3 separate regions of the Zea mays genome follow, and regions 1 and 3 are each linked to region 2. A link is a contact called in public Hi-C data. All regions are on one chromosome and are shown on one strand. Each heading gives the region's core, a stretch centred on a gene start, on an enhancer-like site or on the middle of the called end of the contact. The rest is flanking DNA. Distances are from core to core; before and after follow the strand shown.

Evidence for each region. A called contact is a pair of places that touch in the nucleus more often than the background predicts.
Region 1: a Hi-C map of tassel shows a contact between it and region 2, with 4 times the contacts expected there. The contact joins the promoter of LOC100274568 here to the promoter of LOC100276744 in region 2. A contact is called at or near these places in 6 of 25 Hi-C or Micro-C datasets (ear, endosperm, leaf and 2 more).
Region 3: a Hi-C map of ear shows a contact between it and region 2, with 7 times the contacts expected there. The contact joins the promoter of LOC103652503 here to the promoter of LOC100276744 in region 2. A contact is called at or near these places in 3 of 25 Hi-C or Micro-C datasets (ear and leaf).

What each region holds. Positions count from the first base shown.
Region 1 is chr8:74,477,803-74,480,502 of Zm-B73-REFERENCE-NAM-5.0, forward strand. LOC100274568 reads right to left here and starts at 1,339. Exons shown (of 1, transcript XM_008657837.2): 1 at 111-1,339. The coding sequence starts at 829. The coding sequence ends at 356. LOC100286352 (oleosin Bn-V) reads right to left here. Exons shown (of 1, transcript NM_001159239.1): 1 at 1,920-2,700. The coding sequence ends at 2,272.
Region 2 is chr8:74,323,243-74,325,942 of Zm-B73-REFERENCE-NAM-5.0, forward strand. It overlaps LOC100276744, which reads right to left and starts at 1,295. Exons shown (of 7, transcript NM_001291640.1): 1 at 1,105-1,295. The coding sequence starts at 1,280.
Region 3 is chr8:74,153,697-74,156,396 of Zm-B73-REFERENCE-NAM-5.0, forward strand. It overlaps LOC103652503 (ketol-acid reductoisomerase, chloroplastic-like), which reads right to left and starts at 1,331. Exons shown (of 10, transcript NM_001175673.1): 1 at 1,114-1,331; 2 at 941-1,033; 3 at 661-726; 4 at 246-386. The coding sequence starts at 1,215.

The DNA of each region.
Region 1 (2,700 bases), core at 89-2,588, 150 kb after region 2:
TGTTGATATACTTATTATATTTATGATTCATATGCTTTATGTTCTCTTGATCCATATTGGTATGGATCAATTTGAGATCATGATTTATATGGTTAATTGTCTTTTATATGTCATCATCATAATGTTAATTTATGCAATTAAAATGATATGGAAAATGTCTATAATTTTAACACACGGTATAGTACTAGGGCGTGGATGCATGACATGTGCACATGCATCATAAAATTAGCTACTGTCGTATATAACGACGACGCTGCTGAACAGCTTGGGACGATCCTCTGAATTAATTTCTCTAGCAGTGATTAAGCGAATCAGCTCGTACGTTTTCCTCCTCCATCGGCGGTGAAATGGTGGATCACATGTCGAGCAGATGCGTGGACGACGGGATCCCCGCAGCGGGCGTACTCTTGGGCGGCAGGTGCGCGGCGGAGGAGTGGAGCATGGCGGTGAGCTCCTTGGACGCGACGATGGACTTGTACATCTCCAAGACGAGGCGCCGCTCGAACTCGGTGGGCTTGCCGGGCGCCGCGACCCGCTGCTGCTTCGCGACGGCGCCGCAGGGCAGCGCGAGTGCCGACGCCCGCCTGGCCAGAGCCAGCATGCCGCGTACGCACGCGTCCCGCGCCCGTGCCAGCGCACGCCGCGGGCCCGCCAGGAGCACGCGCACCCGCCGCCGCAAGCGTGCGCCGCCGCCGGAGCGCAGGCGCCCCACCAGCTGCCGCGCCCGGAGCTCGGTGCCGTCGTCGACGTCCGTCAGCTGGCCCAGGCGGTGGTACTTGCGGCGACGGACAGCCCGCGTGGACCGTATTGGGAACGCCTCAGCCTCCATGGGAGGGGGGTTTCAAATTCAGGCTCGGTATATATGGCTATGGCGCCGGCCGGACCCTTCATTTATGCTTATGCAATGCAAGTACGTGCGCGGCTGGTTTCTTTGGGCGGGGCACTTTCACTGCTGCTGCGAAACTAAACCCAAGTCAGAAAGAGGGGCGGAAGGCTTCAGGGAATCAGGGTTGTTGTGTACGTGGTCGGGTCCAAGACAGCATCTTGGATTGGATCATCGGATGGATGGTCAAAGTAAAATGCCGTAGCGAAATGGAACATGTCTGTCCGGTAATGGTCAACGACTTAATTGCCTCGCGAGTGTGTATGTTTTTGCGGGCGCGTTCACGTGTTTGAAACGACTAAACATGATCTGTTGCATATGTTCGCACTCAGAACATGTGTGATGTCCTGGAATGACTGTTAAATACGCGAGTACATGTATACGGTGATTACTCGAAGTAGGACTAGTAATAAAATTTAAGGATCGGACTTGTAAGCTAGAATTAATTAAGTTTTAAGCTAGAATTAATTAAGGACTCAATCAATTTGTGAGGAAATATTCGGGTTGTGATCTATTATTCTATTACTAACTCTATTCAGGAGCAACGACGGGACGGGGAAGACTGGATGAGAAAATTTACATGTAGTGACAGGGTACAACTAATTAAATAGGTCGGACTATATTGGTCGAGCATTTTAGCTCAGCACATGTACTGCATGTCACCACAATAACCATACTAAGTCAGTCTGAGGTCCATAATAAGTCGTGCTTGGGTTCACGAGACACGACCATTTATGCGGTCTACGTACCTTAGATCACTGATGTCACTCTGATCGCCCTTTAACACCCCAAAGGGTAATTAAAAGACTACAGAGATTATAGCATGTGGCACACTAGATACACACATGACACAACCTTCTGTATGACACTTGTTATGCATCGTACGGGGACCACGCTATGCCAACTCCAGTTTTGGGATGGAGCAACCTCGGGAGGTGAGTACATACGTCGGATTGTATAGATGATTCAGCACAGAGAACAAAAATCCTAGGCATTATCTGCAACTGTTTGCAGAAGAAAGGTTGCCATCATTCTGTTCGACGAAAACTGAGCAAGGTTACCTATATATATTCTTTTCAACAACAATTAGTTGTTTTAAGGTTGTGAGAAAGACCATGAACACGAGTCTCTTATGATTTAACTAATGACCTAATTACACCAAGCGAAAGATCAAATTGCGCCAAGAGATCGAAATGAACAGCATCTCCTAGAGAAAGCAAGCAAGAGGACCAGAAATTGCTTGACAACACGGGCGGGGGATGATTGGAGCAGAGTACGCACACGCAATGCAAGAGGAACTAAGACGACGACGACGACAGCAATGATGACCTATAGCTAGCGGCACCACGGACGGGGGTTGCAGCACATGCACGCCGGGCGGCGCGCGCCTACGCGCCGGGCGCGGCGTCCTTGGCGCGGGTGCGCAGGTATCCGCCGTACTCGCGCGCGTAGTCCTTGACGTGGCTGGCGGTGTCGGCGATCCGGCTGCGCGCGTAGTCCACCCGGTCGGCGCCCACGGGGTGGCGGCCCGTGAAGTAGCGGTACATCCAGGTGGCCACGGGGAGCGCGGCGGCGGCGAAGGCGCAGGCGGAGAGCGCGGCGGCGACGATGGCGGAGATCACGACGGCGACGGGCACCCAGATGGGGCTGGTGAGCAGCGCGATGGGGCCCAGGAAGACGAGCGCCACCACGGCGCCCGTCAGCGTCACCCCCGTCAGCAGCAGCAGCACGGCGCCAGAGACGAGCAGCGTCAGGAACCCCACCACCTGCGTCGAGTTGGGCGCGCGGGTCTGCACCCGCCGCAGCAGCGTCGCCGG
Region 2 (2,700 bases), core at 45-2,544:
TTAGGCCATAGTATCATGGCCGACACAATTTCACAAGTTTACAAAATAACTGCAGTTATAGTTTACAAAATCTTGAAGGATATATGCAAGTAATAAAAGTGATTCAGCCCGTCTGCCTCATGTTAAAGCCCCTATATCTATATGTGCTGTGCAGATACTTTACCGAACATAAGCTACTAATGTATGCTCAGGCAACCTAATCTTCAGAAGAGTCAAGCCCAATAAAAACAGGCATCCCTCACCTGGGATACTCACAGCTCCAGAAATCTGTGGCTAATGTTGGAAAACGAAATTGCAGAAGGAAAAAGGCACTCCTGACCCAGTATTTATCCATTCCTATCTGCTTTCATACTGATCTTTAGCATATCCAATTGGAATGTATGGTCTAGGTAACCAACTTAAACAAACACAGAAGCCCTGAAGTGAACAAATTATTACCACAATGTTTTGTAATATGCGGCATCCAGATAGCTGTAGCCATGTGACAGTTTTGGTAGGCAAAAGGTGGGTTGGAGAAATGAATGGTATGGTATCTTTCTACAGAAAACCAAATTGAGGCTCGGATGTCTAAAATGGGAGCAGAATCACTTTTCTGTTTGATTTATTGAATCCATTTTATCGGTTAATAGACTTAGTCGAGTCCAGAGGAACTTATTTCCAGTACATACTTTCATTGCCAATGATAACATCCTGTCAATACAATGTTTAGTCAGGAACACAGATTTCAGCTGATGTATATACCTGAAAAATTTGTGTGTGTGTGTTTTGCGCTCGGGTTTTGTTCCAATAGCGGACTGTTTGGATCACGGTAACCAACCCAAATAATATTGTCATGGAATTTTGTTCCATTCTAAATTTCTAATGAATATATTTACTTTATTGCTGGGGAAAAAAAGGTGGTGTAGTGTAGTAGTCACAAAAATGAGTTAGAGAACACACTAAAAACCAAAACCAGAGGCCCCATCAGCTAGCTATTCGTGTCTGCCCTGATTACTCAACCTAATCATACTAAATCCCATAACGTATACTCAACCTAGCTGACTTTTCATACGTGCAGAGCAAGACGCAGCAGGGGCAAGGGAAGTCGAAACGGCGGGTACTGACCAATTGGACGAGAGGAAGTCCGGCACGTCCGACGAGGCGGCGGAGGCGGAGACCTTGAGGCGCGCCGCCGCCGCGGGGATCGCGGGCCTGCGTGTCCTCCAGCAGCAGCAGCCGCCGCGTGTTGGCGCCGGCGGGAGCGCGATCAGCTTCGCGGTCGTAGCAGCTGACGACGCCATTGTTGGCTTGTCGGTTTGTCGCACCACGCAACCTGAGATACTTCGTTTCCGCCTCCACTTTATTCAGGACCGGAAGATTAATTCAGACCAGTTATTTTTGCTAGACGTCTTTGGGCTTAGGCCGAGCCGGGCTTCCGCTAAGTCGGGCTGGATAAGGACCTCAGTAAGATAGAGGCCCATCAAGATTGATGGAAGCCCATAATGTAGCCAGTTAACTTGTGAACACGGAGGGGGACGTCAGCTCCTTGTATTTAGCCGTCCTAAAACTATAGATTAGGATCTCTTCAAAACAGCCCGTACTTAAAGCAACTCTAAAAGATTAGTTAAAAAGTTAGTTAAATTTATAGATTTAGCTACTCTCTAAAATTGATTTTACAGAAAAAGTGTAGGTTCATCCAACAAGCTCGTTAAATCTATAGATTGAATGAAGAGTGAAGCAGTCTATCCAAAAATAAAGAGCAAAGTTGGAAGAGCCATTTATGGTGTGTTTGGTTAGCGGGTTGAAGCGGGTTGGAACAGATTCAACCCACAACAACTCGTGTTTGGTTCAAAAGGTTCGCAGGTTAGGTTGATTCTAGGTCGAAATACTTATTGTAAATATGAGTTCTAGTGATTGCTCAAAAACAAGTGAACCATTTCGACCCACTTTCTCTCCACCCTCTCGTCACCCATGCCTTATCCACTCGAGACCAGCACAGGAGTGCGCTGCCATTGCCGACCTGCTGGGACGAGAGACCCCGCCGGCCTACCTTCCGACGTTAATCCCCACCTGCCTCCCGTCGTCAGTCCCCCGCTGGCCTACCCTCCGAAGCTGGCGTGTTCGCTAGTAGGCACAACTTGCGAGCCTTGCTAGTGCTGTCGCCGAACAGGTAAATGTCAGTGTTCGTCACCGCCTAGACAAGCCTGCTAGTGATGGCAAATGTTACAAATTCACTGAAATACATCTTTATGTTGTTGCGATGTCTTTAATTATGACTAAAATATAATAGTGAGATCTCGTCACTAAAAATTTACGACTTACCCATTTATTTATATCTTATGCTTATGGATTCCTCAAATATTAAAATAGTGTCAGTTTCATGTATTTTGAATGATGTCATCTTATTGAATTGAAGATATCATCCTGAATGTGGTAATATGACCAGAAAGATGACCATATTCATTTTATCCTTCATCACGAAGCAAACAAGAGATGTTGCATCTCTAACTCACTTTAACCCTATAATCAAACAAGAAACTAGATCCAACTTGTCACTGAAATCAAATAAGGAACGGATCCGATCCAACCCAGAAAAATGGGTCGACTCCGATCCGACCCACATCGTTCCGAAACCAAACACATGCTTACAAATCTATTGGATATATTTTTCTTTTAATATTAGTCAAATTTATCTAATAAAACCATATACCTAGTCTCTTG
Region 3 (2,700 bases), core at 81-2,580, 170 kb before region 2:
CAGAAAGTGAGATGCAACTTTCAGGATGAACTGAACCGACGATGTAACAATTGAGTACCATATCGCCATAACGAAATGGCGAATGGGTGTGCTACAGAACATCATATAGGTTGGACTAACTGGCAGGGAAATAATAACCTTTTGTAGAAGAATTGGCACAAGTCAAGCATCAGGCAGTCAGGCAGAAGTATACACACACAATCGAATGCACATGAAACCATGCAGCTAGTGAGCATGATGCGAACCTGTGCAGCATCCGATATCAGCAGCAACACAAGATCGCTGCCGGAGACGGTTTCCCAAATATCGCCCAAGGTTCCGCTCTCTTCGGTGAATCCAGCGGCACGTGCTTCCTCAAAAGATTTGGATCCTTTCCGGAGACCAATCTGGAAGCAAAAGGCAGCAGCATGTTGGACTGACAGAACAGTGCCGAAGTATATACAGGAGGCAGAATATCTGGCTCATGATTGCCATGTCCAAGTTGCACAAAATAAAAAACTGTAAACTCTCTAAAATTGAAGTTAAAAATTCGAAGAAAAGAAGCCAGATGAAAAATAAAGTAGACTTTTTCACCAAAGCAGAGTATCGTCCAACACCAGATCTTTTAGTCGTGGTGGTTTGGCATGTATGTATTATCGTTACGACAAGGGAAGAACTAACCTTCACAACAATATCTGACTTGGCTTCAGCCAGTGAATCTCTCAGGTTCTGGGCTTGGGCAGGACCCTGCAAAGGGAACAAGGGCATGTTATGAGCACTGAACCCAGACAGAAGTAGAAATCCAAGTGAAACCGATGGCATCTAGCACTAGATATGGCAACACTGACGTGCCGATTTGAGCACAACCAACCGTCTACATGGCGGTGGAAGACGAAGTGTGTGGAATACAGCGCGCGCGCACACACACACACGCATACCCAAAACAAAAACTGGCACGAACCTGCGAGCCCCATCCAATAACTCCGATCTGCTTGACCCCCTTGAACGCCTCCGGAAGCAGCGGGAACAGGTTCCTCCCGCCGCGCACGATGTACTGCGCCACGAAGACCGGTCGGCGGTCAGAGCCAAACAAATCGTACCGAAAACGAATCTAGAGCAGCGGCAGGGGCGCACCTCGTCGTGGCCGGCGAGGGAGACCTTCTCCTTGTTGAAGACGGAGGTGTCGAAGTCGAGCGACGGCATGGCGGTGCCGACGGCCGGCGGCGCGGAGACCATGGCGGCGACGTCCCGGCGGCGCAGAGACCCGGGCGCGGGCGAGGAGAGCAGGCACGCGGGCTGGTGGGTGGCCGGGAAGGAGACGGACGTGGAGGTGGCGGCGGGCAGGGGCTTGGCGCCGGCGGCGGCTAGGGTTTTTGGGTGCCCGAACGCGAGGGTGGAGGCGGCCGCCATGTAGCCGGGTGCAGTGCTGGTGCAGGACAGCTGCGCGAGCGAGGACGGCGAGAGGCGGTTGGTGGGGTGGGGACTGTCGCGTGTCGTGTCGTGTGTGACTGGTGAGCGCGGCCGTGTCGTGTCAGGGCTAATCCTTTCGGATATACGGAGAGCCAGCCGTGTGATGATGCCCAGGCCAGCCGTTGGCCAGCTCACGTGCGCGGCGGGCCTAGGGAGCTCTTGGCGGGTTGCGCTTGCGCCTCGCCTGGAGATGCGCGGCGTGCTTCCCGTCCCGCGCTGCTCGCGTCGATCTCGAGACCCGGGCCCCCGTGGCGTGCACTAGACTTGCCGAACCCCACGCCGTTCACGCGGACACATCATGCGCAGCGCGGCCCGGCCTGTTTGTCCGCATGAATTCTGCACTGCTGACTCCTCCTGCCTGTGATAAGCTACGCAAGCGGCTTGATGGATTCATTGGATCTGCAACAACGAAGAATGCTAGTCGCGATCTCGTGTGGCATCACAAGATATGTCCGTGGGGAAGCCGAATCCACGCCGAGAACGACACCCTATCACAACTGCCCATCCACATGCGAGCGCGACGGTGAGGGCGTGAGGCGTCTCTTCCATTGCTCTGCTCTGCTCTGAAACTGCCAAAATTCAGCTCTGCTACTTACGTTGTTGTTGTTGTGCCTGAACAGCTCGGCGAGCAGAACACCACGGCTGCCCTTCCCTTGGGTCCAGTCCAGCCTAGGACTAGGAGCACATGGAATGGAAAAGGATGGAAGCGCGGACCACGGAAGCGATCGAGTGGCGCGCGGTAGTAGACGGTGGCACTCAAGGCGAGATCGAGCGAGCCCGCGAGCCGAGATCGTTTTGGTTCACAAGTTACCACCTCTGTGACCGATGATCGTGGTTTAGCAGCGCGGTAGATCCTTTGGCGTGTGCCGGCTAGGGTCGGACATTCGATCTATTATGGTAATTCGGTTCGGTCTATTCGGATTTTGTGAAAATTCCGGGTTCTGAAAAATAAGAACCGAAAATTTTAAATTTTAAAAATTATTTTAGGAACCGAACCCGAATAGACTCGTAATTTCGGTTCGGTCGAATAGACCCAAATAGTAGAGATACTAGTATCTTTTGTTAAAATATATACAATAATTAATTAATTAATTAATTAGAAGTACTATTATTACAACAAGTAACTATAAAAATAGCATACATAGATATATATAATATCGTTAAGATGATATTATTTTTTAGCTAATAAGTTCATAAATCATATAATAGCATCATCACATATTAAGAGTTTTTTTATATTTTGGTTTATTC